Linked DNA regions of Mus musculus: region 1 is linked to region 2. Evidence: chromatin contacts called from public promoter capture Hi-C data. All regions are on one chromosome and are shown on one strand. The core of a region is the stretch at or near the end of the contact, and the rest is flanking DNA. Distances in the headings are between cores, read along the strand shown.

Region 1 (6,480 bases), core at 1,189-3,688, 1.0 Mb after region 2:
CCCCCCCCCCCCCACCAAAGGTAGATTTTCAAGGAATGGGCAGCATGTGAGAATTTGAAAATGTTAAAATGTTTACTCATATTAAATGTTTAAAAGAGAAAACTTTTGGCTCTAAAGACTTGTGAGCCGGTGAGGTATTAAATATGAATCAAGGCTGGGTGTGATGATGTACACCTATGATCCTAGCACTTGGGAGGCTGAGGCAGGAGGATCACAAGTTAAGGAGCTGGTCTAATATGGAAACTTGGATAGAAATTTCCAAATATGGTGTTTGAAATTTTACGAGTTATAACATTTCTTCATTTATTAAAGTCACTGTTAAGCTGAAAACCCAACAGGTTGCTGAGAGCTATTCTTGTTTAAGACTAATAAGTTACAGAAAGAGACAGAATATGACCTTAATAAAATGTGAGTTGTTCCTCTACCCCCAAAGCTTACTTATTCTGTCCAAAATGTTTACTAGGATTCTTTTGAAGTGGCAAGCATCAGCTTTTGTAGATTTTTTTTCTTCCCTGAGCTCTGGTATCTTCTTCTAAGCTTGATTAACTGAGTATATACCCCTTAGGGTTGTTTTAACAACAATTTAAGGAATTGACATTTAAGCTTGGATTTTTGAGAGCTTCAAAGGACATCCAGAGTGTTGTACAAGCATTGCACGTGGATATCATCAAGTAACTATTATCCCTACCCAAAGATTCTGTTTGCGATCTTGGTTTTCTTTCAACCCTGTCCTCAAGATCAGAGTGAAATCTTCAATGTGTTCCCCTTGCAAGAATGGGAAAATGGGTTTCTTCAGCAGTTTGCTCTTTCCTCTTTCCACTATGCCTTTCCTTTCAGACTCTGAATTATACTTAGCTTCCTTTCCAGTGGATGATAAGGACTCAGAAGAAAGTTTCAAACCACAAGGAGGCACAGAAGCCAGGTGACTGGCAGAGGCAGAAACCACCAAAGGACCAGCAGAGAGTCTGTGTGTCCACTAAGCCTGTTTTCCATACTTAGCACCAGGGCTGCAAATGGGATAAGCCACTTGGAATTAGGATACCCTCTGAAAATGGGGAAGGATAACCCACATAAACTTTTTGTTGGGCAGGATGGCTTAAGGTTGTGCCTTAGTATATTCAGAAAAATAAGCTACCTGGTTTTTAAAAAAATGCAGGAAAAAATACTGTCAAATTCCGTAAAGATGTATTTCTATTTCATCAAAAATATCCAGGAAAAAATTGTCTTATTAAGCTCTGAAAGGAGCGTTGTCACTGGAGAAGAAGTCTGTGTGTTTCCAGAGGACGCAGCCGCTGTGGTTTGCAACTCTTATCTAACCTGAATGAGCAGCTCGGTTTGAAGCGGGGAGCATTTCCTAATTAGGTAAAACACACTGGGCTCCAGCCTCTGCTTTTGGAACTGCACCGGGGCGGGGAGTTTGGTGCAGCCCAGTGGAGCTCATCTGGTGCCAAAAATGAATTGTTGGGGGGAGGGGGGAGGGGAGGAAAGGACAGTACCCTTCCCAGCTTATGAGTCTCAAATGCAAACCATATTTAGTCATGAATCACAAAACAGGAGGAAAATCTTATCGAGAAAACTCCATTCCCTGATGAAGCTACCGAGCCCTGAGTTACAATGTGGGGTGGCAAGGCTGGTTCCACAGATACTTAAGCGGCTGAGGGACACGTGAGGCAGAGAAATGCAAATCAGATCTCCCCTGGATGAGACACTTCCTCCTTTCTTTGCAGAAAGTAGAAAAGCTATGCTATGCTGCAAATGACCAATGGCATAGGTCTGACTTGTAAGGGCACCAACACACTCACAAGATACACATTTCCAGCATAGGACACCAGCTCTTAGAGCCCCGGAAACCCAGAAGCAATGCGTCCACTCAGCCAACATCAGAGAGCAGGCAACTACCTCAGTTCATTCCTGATATTCACTTCCAGTTACCTCAGCTGCACTAAATACCTCATGCTACATCATGATACATCCAAAAGTTTCCAACTTTTGCCTAAGTAGAAACAAACGTATAATTTACCACATACAGCTAGACTCCACCCCTACAGTACGCTGCGGGATCAGAGCAGTTGGTTTAGTGTAAACAGGTTTTGCAGATGACACACATGAACAAACTTTAATTTTCTATCCATTTCCTTTTCCAGTAAATCAAGCGTTGTTTCCAGTAAATCAGCCCTATTCGGATGTAAAATCATGCAAGCTAAAAAGCTACAATCATTTTAACAGTATAAATCTTTATTCAAAAATTCAAAACACGTGAGTCATTCAGATTCCCACAGACAATGTCTGGCTACATTGGATGATAAAAGAGCCTGGGAAAACTCGAAGTCATATCCCTGGGCTGGGGCTACTTACCCTGACAGCGACTGGCTGGGCTTCTCCACTCTGGGTGGGTGGTGTCCCGGGAGGCTGAACGCTGAAGGGTTATATAGCCCCTTGCTCTGATCCCCTCCCACTCGCTTCCCAAACAAGGAGCAAAGACGGGCTGAAGCTGGCCGTTCACTCTAACACAACCATATAGGGACCTCAGCACAAAACTCTCTAATCTGGGTGGCCAGAGGCCTGGGTCTCTTCCACTGCATTCCTCTGTTCTGCTCCCGAAACAGGAGGCAGCTCAGCTGCTTATGGGGATAAACATCCTAAGCCCTCAGAACAACTGCTCAAATGCCCAGACACTGGGCTAGTGTCATGGGACAGACGCAGGCACGGTTTGCACATTCCTCAGAAGATGCCAGCCCCTGTCTGGCTAGTCTTTTGGGCCATTAGCTGAGGACTTGGATAAGGAAGGGCCTGTCTCTGACTAGCTGCGATTTTTAAGCAACACTGTTGCAAAAGGTAGCCTAGATCAAAAGATGCTTCGAGTCACCCATAAATATGCAGAGGAGTCATGTTTTTATGGAAGCTACATTGTACTTATACATTGTGTCTTTGTGTTGTAGTAATGAAACCAGGAACTGAAGTATGTAGTGAGGATTAACCAGCCTGTGTTGCCCAAAGAGTAACTTAGAAGTCAGAATCACTGTAACTGCTTTAACCCTTAACATTCCGCATGTTGCTGGCTTTTTACTGACCCTTAACAGCATGATTAAGGACCATCCTTTGCCCACAGAGATCACCAGTCACCCTGTCATAAAAAAATAAAAAAAAAAAACTTTGTAAAAGAAATTTGAAATGTTGAAATGAAGCCTGCTCACTCTCCTCCATGACTATGAGCCCACTGGACAGAAACAGAGATCAAGTGACCTCAAGTGACCCTATCATTCTTCAAAGGCATCAGATCGTTGGCTTTGATGGACAGTCAGTGACTTTACATTTCTGTACTTTCCTCCTGCAAGCCAAGGTTCTGATTCCATTCACGATAGAGATATTTTGGATGGATTCTGGGAGTGCTTCTGAACTGTGCACATGTTAGGGAAACCCCAGGGTGAATGGCAGCAGCTGTCCACTCACGCTCCCACGGCTCATGCACTTGTTTTATGGTGTCCACCTGAGCGCATGCATAGTTTTCTTTGAGAAATTACACTGGTGACTCTTAGGAGAATCTAATAGTTGCTAAACAATGATGTGGTTTCTTTGTGTTGCTCAAGAGTTTTCTACTCTGTATCTGGTTTCTATCGACTAAGAAATACATTGTCTGCTCAAATACAGAGATCGCATAGTATAAGACAGAGTAGGACATTTATGATTAATCCAATGGGTCCTTATCATAGGCATCGTGTAAAGCAAAATTCCATGTTTTGCTTTGGTTTTGGTTTTGGTTTTTACTTTAGTCCCAGGCACGGATCTCTGTGTTGATGTCTTGCTTCAGGAGTGTTAGAGTGTTGTCTTGGTCACTTCACGAGCTGGCAATTCCTTTAAAAGACAAGAAAAGAGCTTTGATAATATTATAACTTTTTTTGTTTATAGTGGTTGTCTTTTTCAGTAATCAGAATATTAATACATGAATAAGGTTTAAGTTTTCTTGTTTTGTTTTTGTTTTTTAAGAATTAGAAAAAGCAATTTGAAGTTACCAAGGAGGATTTGCTCATTTTTTTTCTAAGCAAGTAATTAATGGTCTTGCTGTATGAGTTTGAGATTTTATATCCAACTCACGTCTCTTCCGTGAGAGAAAGCCCCATTGGATAAGTGTGTACAAATATACAAGCAGAGTTCCATCCAGTGCTTAGATAACTCCCAGAGTTGGCAGCCATGAATGCAAGGAGTTATGGACTGATTAGAGGGAGCACATCTGGTCATTTGGTTGCAGTTCAGGGAAACTATAAAATAAATCCAAGCTATAAGCACTCATTCAAGAGTCATCTCCAGTTGCATTGCTCCAAGATATCACAGAATGTCTTGGTAATGTGATTTAGTGATGATTTACAGTACAGCCCTTGAGAATTGGAGACCATTTTAGTCCTCACTGGGACCCAGTCCAGAGCTGACTTAGCATGGTATTGCTGAGTTAGCACTGGTACTTACTGGAATGCCCAGCATCAGCAATGCCTGATGCAGTAGCCACTAGACACATGCAACTACTGACCACTCAAATGTGTAGAGTTGACATTTCTATTTCATTTCATCTTTGCTTTGGTATGTATGTGGGGTGTGCATGCCTTTGTATGTATATTCACATGTGCAGGGGCACATGCTTGTGCATATGTAGGTCTGTGAAAGCCAGGGGGTGATAGGGTTTATACTGCTTGTCTCCATGTGATCTATTAGACAGGATCTCTCACTTGAACCCAGTGCTTACTGATTTGGCTCACCTAGCTAGCCAGTCAGCTCCAGCCAACGCATATCTGCCAGGTTTTTATGTGGATTTGGGGGACCAGAGTTCCAGTCCTGATGTTTGTACAGCATGCATTGTACCCATTGGGACATCTCTCCTCAACCTCATTTCATTTCATCGATATTAAATTTCAGTTCGGATAGACTACCATATTAGAAATCACAGGTATTGTAAGTTTTAAACATGATTACAACTAAATTACCCAAAAGGCTTAACAAATTCCAATGTTCAGACTGCTAGTAGGTCAGCTAAAAGAGAATATTGACCCCAGAACCCATATTATAATTCATTGCCCAGGATGAAAATGTTTACAGTACCCTAAATACCTCTGAGCAAAGCTTATAGCCTGTCTGCATCAGAATCCATAGGACACTGTGTTGGTTATTTATAAAGCTAGAACCATTTACCTTAATAGCCCCCTGAATCATAACTTAAACCTTTCAGTTGAAGATATATTTTTGATTTACAAAAAAAAAAAAATGAAAAAGAAAGTGTTCCTCTCTGTGCTGTACTCAGTCTGCTATGATTGATATCTTCCAGCATTGTTGTACGTTTATCACAATTGATGAACTAACATTGATGCATTATTATTAACTGAAGACCATCCTTTATTAGCATTTCCTTGATTCATGCCTGTGATGGTTAATTGTTTTGTTTGTTTGTTTTGGGGGTTTTGGTTTGTTGTTGTTGTTTTCTGTCAACTTGACAGAAGCAAGGGTCATCTGAGAAGAGGGAACCTCAACTGAGAAAATGTCTCCATCAGATTGGCCTGAAGGCAAGCTTGTGGGTCACCTTCTTCATTAATGACTAATGTGGGAGGAACCAGCCTACTGTGGGCAGTACCATCCCTGGGCATGTAGATCTGGGTTGTATAAAAAGGCAGCTGCTCAAGTCTTGAGTGCTGTGATTAAAGGCATGCCCCCACCACGACCTGGCTCATCAAGCTGTTCATCACAGTACTTTTCGCATGGACTCCATTATAAACAACTATCTTTAAAGAATTGAGAGCTATACTTCACCTCCTTAGGATGGAATATCTGTATAGTTATCCAGCCAGGAATCTGCTTTTAAAAGCGTCTTTAACCTTGAGAATTAGGTCTTCATGCAAATGTCTAAATGTCCAAGAATCACATGAATACTGGAGCTTGTTCCACTTGATTATAATTCTCTTTGTGTGGCTGAAACAGTGGGTAGGTGTGTTCCCTGGCTTCTGATGAGACTAGATAATAGTCAGTTACTTAGTCCAGAAATCAAATTATGGATCCTCTAGACACCAAACAGTGAATAGAAGCAGAATTGCTGATGCTTTCACCAAGGTGTGCTTTGAAATTGAAATCCTAGTATATCCAAGGAGGAAGAAAGCATACCAAGAAGAGAGAGACCGGGCGAGAGACAGAGATACAGAGAAAGACAGAGATAAGTTTGGACCTTGGAAGAAATGTCAAAGAAGAGCAAGTACCATCTGAATAAAAGGGTGTGTGGTCAAGGAAGGATCCAAGAACATCTGTGAATAAAAGGCTGTGTACAGAGCAGCTCCATGTCCATGAGTAGTTCACAGTACATTAGAGCCACTGTTATAATTCACAACAGGCACTCTACACTTAGCATTAAGCACAATGTCAGTAGATCCAGCTTTAGACGTGTGTCTGTACAATTTAGAGGAATCATGGTTAACGAAAAGAAAAAGGCTGGCTGAATTCACAGAAGAA
Region 2 (7,000 bases), core at 2,048-4,547:
TTTAAACAATGGCCGAATGCATAGTGTTCACCCTAGCAGTAATTTTGAAAAGAAACTGAAAATTCCACATATTTTTTGACAGGTCTTGATTTTCAGCCCTCAAGAAAAAAATATTCATTCACTACTTGTTTGATAAATTTCTTATGTCCCTAGGAAGTGAGAAAAACATCGATAAGAAATAATCAGATTTTCAGACTGAGGTCACATGATGAGTCAAAGTTGGGGCCAGAATCAGTCTCCTTACTCCCAGCTGCTTCTAGATGTCACAGGCTCCGCTCTCGGCTCCAGCACTGATGTCTCCTTTTTCTTTAATTACACTATTTCTTCCTTCCTACTCCTCCCTCTCACCCCTTCCACATGCCTCTTTACTTTCTCTTTCAAATTCATGGCCACTTTTTTCACTATCTGTTACTGTAAGAATGCATTTCTATGTACATACATACATATACAACCTGTTCAGTCCATATGTTACTTGCATGTGTCTGTTTTCAGGGCTGACCATTTTGTAGGCTGGACAACATTTTCTGTTCTGTTCTGTTCTTTTTTTTTTTTTTCTTTTTCTTTTCATTTTGGATTTTGGAGACAGGATTTCTCTGTACAGCCCCGGCTGTCCTGGAACTCACTCTGTAGACCGGGCTGACTTTGAAAGGCGTGCACTACCACTTCCCGGCAGCATTTTCTGTTCTTGATCTTTTCCCTCTTCCTGCTTCTCTCCTCTGTTCTAGATCATATGTTCCAGCTGTTAGCTGGTGCTCCAGTTGTTAGCTGGTGTTGTGCTTGACCATATGTTCCAGCTGTGAGCTGGTGCTGTGCTTGACCATATGTTCCAGCTGTTATCTGTTCTTGATCATATATTCCACCTGTTACCTGGTGCTGACTCCCTTGCAGAATTACTTAATTCCCACTACCACCTGACATTCTTTTATTCATCCCACAAATGTTAAGTTTTAAGCATGTATGTGCTAGCACTGCTTTTGGCATGGTAACGGGCATGAATGGCAAATGTTCCATTCCCTGATAAGGCAAGTATACTTTGAACTATCCATCACAACTTGACAGTATATGAATTTGATTTTTACATTAATTTAATCTTCAAATATTTTTGAGATTGTCATAAATGAATACTGTGTTTACATTATTTACATGCCTCCTTCCAACTCCTCTCATGTTCTCATGATTTCCTCTACTTCTCAAATATGATATCATCTCTATGTGTTTGTGATATTATATACATAATTATTACTTAGAACTGCACACTGAGTCCATTTGAATGTTGCTCATATGTACATGTTTTTAGGGTTGGCCACTTGAGACTGGACAATCTATTAGAGAGATCATCTCAGGAGAAACCTGGTTCTGCCTCTCTCAGTGGCCATCAACTGACTCTTTCTCTTTATTTGGGGTTGGGGCTCTGTGAAATTTCCTCCATTCACATTGGTATATCAGATTATGTCGTCATTATGCCATTATGCAGGCCTTATCAATTTAAGCCTTTGAAAAAAGTCATAAACCTTTTTAATTTATTTGTTTATTTTTTATTTTTGAGATTAAAATATAATGACACAATTTTTCTCCACTCCAAAATTTTCCACATAAACCCCCTTGTTCTCTTTCAGATTTATGGCCTGTATTTCATTAATCGCTGTTAATACATATATTCATACATAATACATACATACATACATACATACATACATGCATACATACAGTGTGTGTTCCTAAACGTTGTCAATTTATCTTACAGTATGGCTGCTTTGTACTCATAGCTATTCTCCAAGATGCTAGCAAATGTTCTCTGTTTTAATTTTTAGTTTGTCCTAAAACATTAAAAGCTCTTTCTTTGTCTATAATTCCTAAGATGAACTATGTTTCAGAAAAGTTATCTGAGCCACGCTCTCCTCCATTCCTCTTATAGAGACTGTGATGAGGCTTCTTTTTGTCTGTACCTTCTGCCCATCCTTTCAGCTTATTAGGCACGCCCCTCAGAACCATGGCTTTAATTTGATTATCCAATCTTATATTTCATGTGAAAACAAAAGTCTTCACTGGAATGTTAATATTGAAATAGAATAAATGGAAACCATTTCTGAAATCATTAGCAGAACTACCATGAGTCATCTTACTTAGGCTGGCTCTATGGAAACACATCTCCCACTTTAAAGGAACTATAAGAAGTTCATTATTCATTTATTTTTGATGCCTCAATTTATTCACAGAAATATGTAGAAGGTTTATAGCTTGGTCTTTTTTCACTGAAGCTTGTCCCCCAAGAGAAGTATTGTTAGCACAGTGGTAAGCCTTCCATGTGTATTAGATAAAGGTGGTCAATAATGCCCAATCTGAAATGAGAGCAGATAAGGACGTTCACATGGCTTAATTTTAGAGATGAGGAAATTTATTGATGTCAGAGGGAAGGGTCTGTTGTTTACACTGTTTTAGGGCCCAGTTTCTGTTTCTTTTCTTTGTTATTTGATGGCTCACATTATGATCTCATATTATCAATATGTGTGCTTGTACAAATCTCTTTTCAAAGTCTTCATGTATGAGAATTCTGGGTTTTAGATTATTTATAGTCATGGCTTTACAGCCTCATCTCTGACTATAATTCCTTCTCATATGAAATCTCAAAATATATGTATAGATTTTTCGCATGGGAAAATAACAAATGCAGAAAGATTCTTTTGAAATTTATAGGTAATTTTTTCACTAGCTGCCTGTTGGTCATAACTCTTCCTTCAAAAAGTACTATAAATATTTCCATAACTCTTTTGTAAATGAATGACCCTTGCCATCAAGGGATCCAGTCAGTTAACCAATCTTGGCTTTTAAATTGATTTTAACGACTTTACCAGATTGCCTCTGTGGTCTCACATCTACTGCAGTGAAAGAGTAGAAACCTGATTATGAGCACAGAGGAATAGGTTTTGAGAGAGATAGGGAGAAAGTCAGGGTGTGGATATCTAGAACACTGGAAGAGATGAGTAGAGGGAAGGCTAAAATCCACCCCCATCTTCTAGGTTTAAATGTTTTCTCCAACCAATGTACCATTCGGCTCAGATGGGAAGCAAACAGATGCTAGATCGAATGTGTGAGCTTGTAGGCAGACCATCATTCTTCAGGTTCAATTTTTTTTCTTTTTGACATTGTCTCATTCTGTAGCCTTGGGACCCATGGCTATCCTCCTGTCTCAGCATGAAAAGCTCTGGAATTATACATTTGAGCCACTATATCTGTTTGAACAGAGACACTCTGGCAGGGTAGAAGGGTGATTTCACCGAGAGGGATGAAATTCTTTAGGCATATGGGCAAAGGAGCCTAAAAATAGTTGAAACAGCTTACACCTCTCCCCATATAAACCATCCATGCTGCAGTTGGAGCTCGTGATGAACTCAGAAGCCATATGGCTCTGAAAAGAACTAAAATTCCAAAGCACATGGAGGTTGTAGTTTTAGCCAAAGATAGATTACTAATTTTGACTCCATTGATTAAACTGAAATTTCATATCTCAAACTTCAAATACATAATTTATTAGAGTGTGTTGATTGGTACTTGGTCAATTGTTTTCTCAGTGGATCTATATGGTGACCACAGTGACTCTGGCTGTGTGTCTGTAGAGTAAACAGTTGACTTCACATGCATTTATTTGTTGTGTAATTAAGCAAGTTACTTGAGGCTGGAAACGTGAAGAGCACTGGATACTCTCAGAGGACCAGGTTTTGATTCCCAGCACCCACATGGAGGCTTTCAATCATTAACTCAAGTTCCAAGGGATCTGATGCCCTCTTCTGGCCTCTATGGACATTGCATACACATGTTGCACAGACATACATGTAGGCAAAACAACATCACACATGAAATAAAAATAAATAAGCCAAAGGGGGCAAGTTACTTGTTTTACCATCGCTATTGTTCTACCTGCTAATTGCTCACAACAGTAAGATGTGATTGGGTTTATGTTAAGGTGAGATATATCGTCCATAGTATAGTATGTAAGGATAGCAGGAATAGTCCTAGATAAGAAGCTTGGCACACAGCGACTCCTTAGGGATAACCATCACACTCTGTAAAGGAGTCTGTTATAGCTCCTAGACTAGAGGTGTTTATACATTTCTTGACAAAAAGTCAGGAAGCAGAGGAGACAACACATTTGGAAGGTTTCCAGGTGCCCTGCTCCTTGTGTCTGATCCATACTCCTGTGGGAGTGACTTCTTGTATGCTTTCTTGCCCTTTTGGTTTTCTGACAGAAGTTAACATGACCGGACTTGCTTTTGAGTTTCTAGGATCCCTCTTTTCATTTTCATCCCAGGAAATCTGCCTTAGTAGTCAAGGCACATTAAAAACGTTCCCTCTCCTTTGCTTAGAGAAATGATTTCAGTGAATCATACGTTCAGGTTTTGAAATTACTCAACCACAACCTGATAACCTGACCTAATAATTTTCTCTCTTTTTCTTACAAAGGGAAATGTATGAATTGTGTTTATCAGAAAAGCTTACTAGCTATTTTTATGGACACTCATTTTGTATTTTTCAAATGTTTTACAACAAGCATATGCAATTTTTGTACTTAAAATTCTCACTTGCATACATGATATTGGGCTTTTGCTTAAAATTCTGCCTATGAGTCCTAGCTCTGAACATATTGAAAACTGGATAAAAATGATTTTGTAATTTTACAAATATAGTTACACCCCTTGAAGACATTGCAGTCAGTTGCTGAGAGACCTACTAAGTTCTTGGGAACCCAGGAAACAAGGTTATTAGAGCCCCAAGAGTATCTTTTCTCAGTTAACATCTGGAGCTTCCTGAAGGGCCAAGATCAAACCTTAAAGAATTTAATGTTTATTGTTTATAAATCATATTCTCATTCTATGTAACTCAGTCAGAATTTCCACTAGGGACATCACTGAACTCTTCCACAGACTTCCATATGGGAATTCTCAGTAATATAAGATGGGAATCTGGCCTTCCCGGACTTCACGAAATGTTTGGCGAGGGGAGTGTGAGGTCAGCTAAGTTATTTTACTTTTATTTTTCTGAAGTCATCTGGGAAATGTTGTTTTATTTTAGGCAAAATTTTATATATTTTAAAATTATAGATGCTCTTAAATAGCAGGGTCTAAAAAGTACAGTATTGGTATTTAGTCTAATGGATTTGCAGCAGGCGTGAGAAGATAATTGTCAAAGCTTTGAAATTTAGTTTCCTTTTATGTGCTTCCAACAATGATAGAATCTTGGTATCAAATGCCAGGTATAAGGTGGAGTTTAGAGTTAAAGGTCTTTGACTAACAAAGTGGCTCTTTTATAACTGGCAGAACTATACATTTATGAGGAATTTTTATCAGCAATACTTTGCATAGGTCAGCTGTAGAGAGTCCGCTTTGTTTCACAGACAAATTAAAAAGTGCTGTACTGATGTGAAATATAGCACGTTTCCTCAAAAGGCCAAAGAACTGTCAGCGCTGCATAAAACGGTAAAGGTCAGCTCCTAAAATAGGAGCCACAGCCCTTCAAACACAGATGTTATTAAGACGACAAGATCTTAATAGTCAGCCCATAGGATAATGACAAGGTCAGCTCACTACAGTATCCTTCACTTTGACTTCACAAAATTGCAAGCATTGAATACCATCAGGATATTTTTGTGGAACTTTGGTGATACGGGTTTGTGGTTGATCCTTTATCATAATTTTCTATTCTACAGAGATATTCTTTTTAAAGAAAATTTATTATTTTTATTATACACTTGTGTTTTCCTGGATGCATGTATGCACATGCCTGGTGACAACAGAGGACAGAAGAGACTGTCAGATCCTTAGAACTGAAATTACAGATGACTATGATCCACCATGTGGGGTCTGCCAACCAATCCCAGGTCCTCTCAATAACCAGCTGAAGTGTTCTCATCAGAAAGCAAATACAAATACTACACTTTTGTGATTGTGTTGATCGTCCTGACTCACTATCTATAAAGTTATATGACTACTACTCTCAGGGAATCAATGTTCTGAAATGGATTCCCACGGGATTTATAATTACACAAAATATTCAGTTTAAATTACAACAAGGTTATTAAACATTCAGTAAATTCAGAATAGAAATAGTAAAACCCTGCCTTGCAGATAAATATTCTTTGGTGAACATGCAACATTGGACAATCATGTAAAACTGAAGAATCAACTAAACTTTCTTTTAAGAATTAAAAACCTGTAGGTGATAAATGCTTTCTCTTGTTACTGCATTTGTTTCTTGCAACACAACAGCTCTGATAAGCAGAGATAATAAATTATAATTTATAGTTGAGGGACTAAAAGCTTAGAAGTATATGACTTTACACGATCAATCAGCTAGTGTGTGATATGTGTGGGATCTTACAACAGCCTCTGATCACTATAACACAATGCTACCTCAGTAGCATGTGCATGTGTTGGATCATTTGGAAGGTGTACATTATTAACATGTCATATAGTAGTTATGACCACATTGTGTTGTGATGTTATTAAAATTAATGGTGTTTCTTCAGTTTTGACTATTCAATTGTTGGTGCTTTATTTCGTCAAAGGCTTATATAAACGGACAAAAGGTATCTCGTGAATGAATGTCTAAAAGGCACTCTTGGACAGAGATCAAATATGCACCATCTACCCCATGTCTGTAGGGCGTTCAGAAAACTGTACAAATGGATCAAAAGACTAGAGTGTTCAACAGTTCCATCTTTTAATACTGAATACTTATATCATAGAATATAAGCTACACATAATGTTTATGTGCCTGGTATAAGAAGTCTTTCCAAATGTCATAGAGAACCCTAAGAGTAATAAATTAAGGTGAACGTGTAAGATCAGAGAAGTCTTTGTGGAAAGAATTGTGTTCTTGAGCATAGTACAAACATTACTTTAAAGCAATTTTAAAAATGATTTTACTCCTTCCTGCACAAGTACCTCAATTGCCAATCTTGAGGAAGAATATGAGTTAGGACAGCCCACAGTCTACATCTGACAAC

The links. Promoter capture Hi-C pulls out the DNA fragments that hold promoters and counts their contacts.
Region 1: a promoter capture Hi-C map of hippocampal neurons shows a contact between it and region 2, with 2.2 times the contacts expected there. A contact is called at or near these places in 3 of 39 promoter capture datasets (the 3T3-L1 cell line, the C10 cell line and hippocampal neurons), 1 of 130 datasets of targeted methods (pancreatic cancer cells) and 1 of 9 other capture datasets (adipose tissue).

The regions. Positions count from the first base shown.
Region 1 is chr19:34,252,935-34,259,414 of GRCm38.p6, forward strand. Acta2 (actin, alpha 2, smooth muscle, aorta) reads right to left here and starts at 2,439. Exons shown (of 9, transcript NM_007392.3): 1 at 2,356-2,439. Gm31355 (a long non-coding RNA gene) reads right to left here. Exons shown (of 4, transcript XR_386664.1): 4 at 3,702-3,852.
Region 2 is chr19:33,237,299-33,244,298 of GRCm38.p6, forward strand. It overlaps the pseudogene Rnls. Among named protein-coding and RNA genes, the nearest start is that of Mir3970, 84 kb to the left of the region's middle.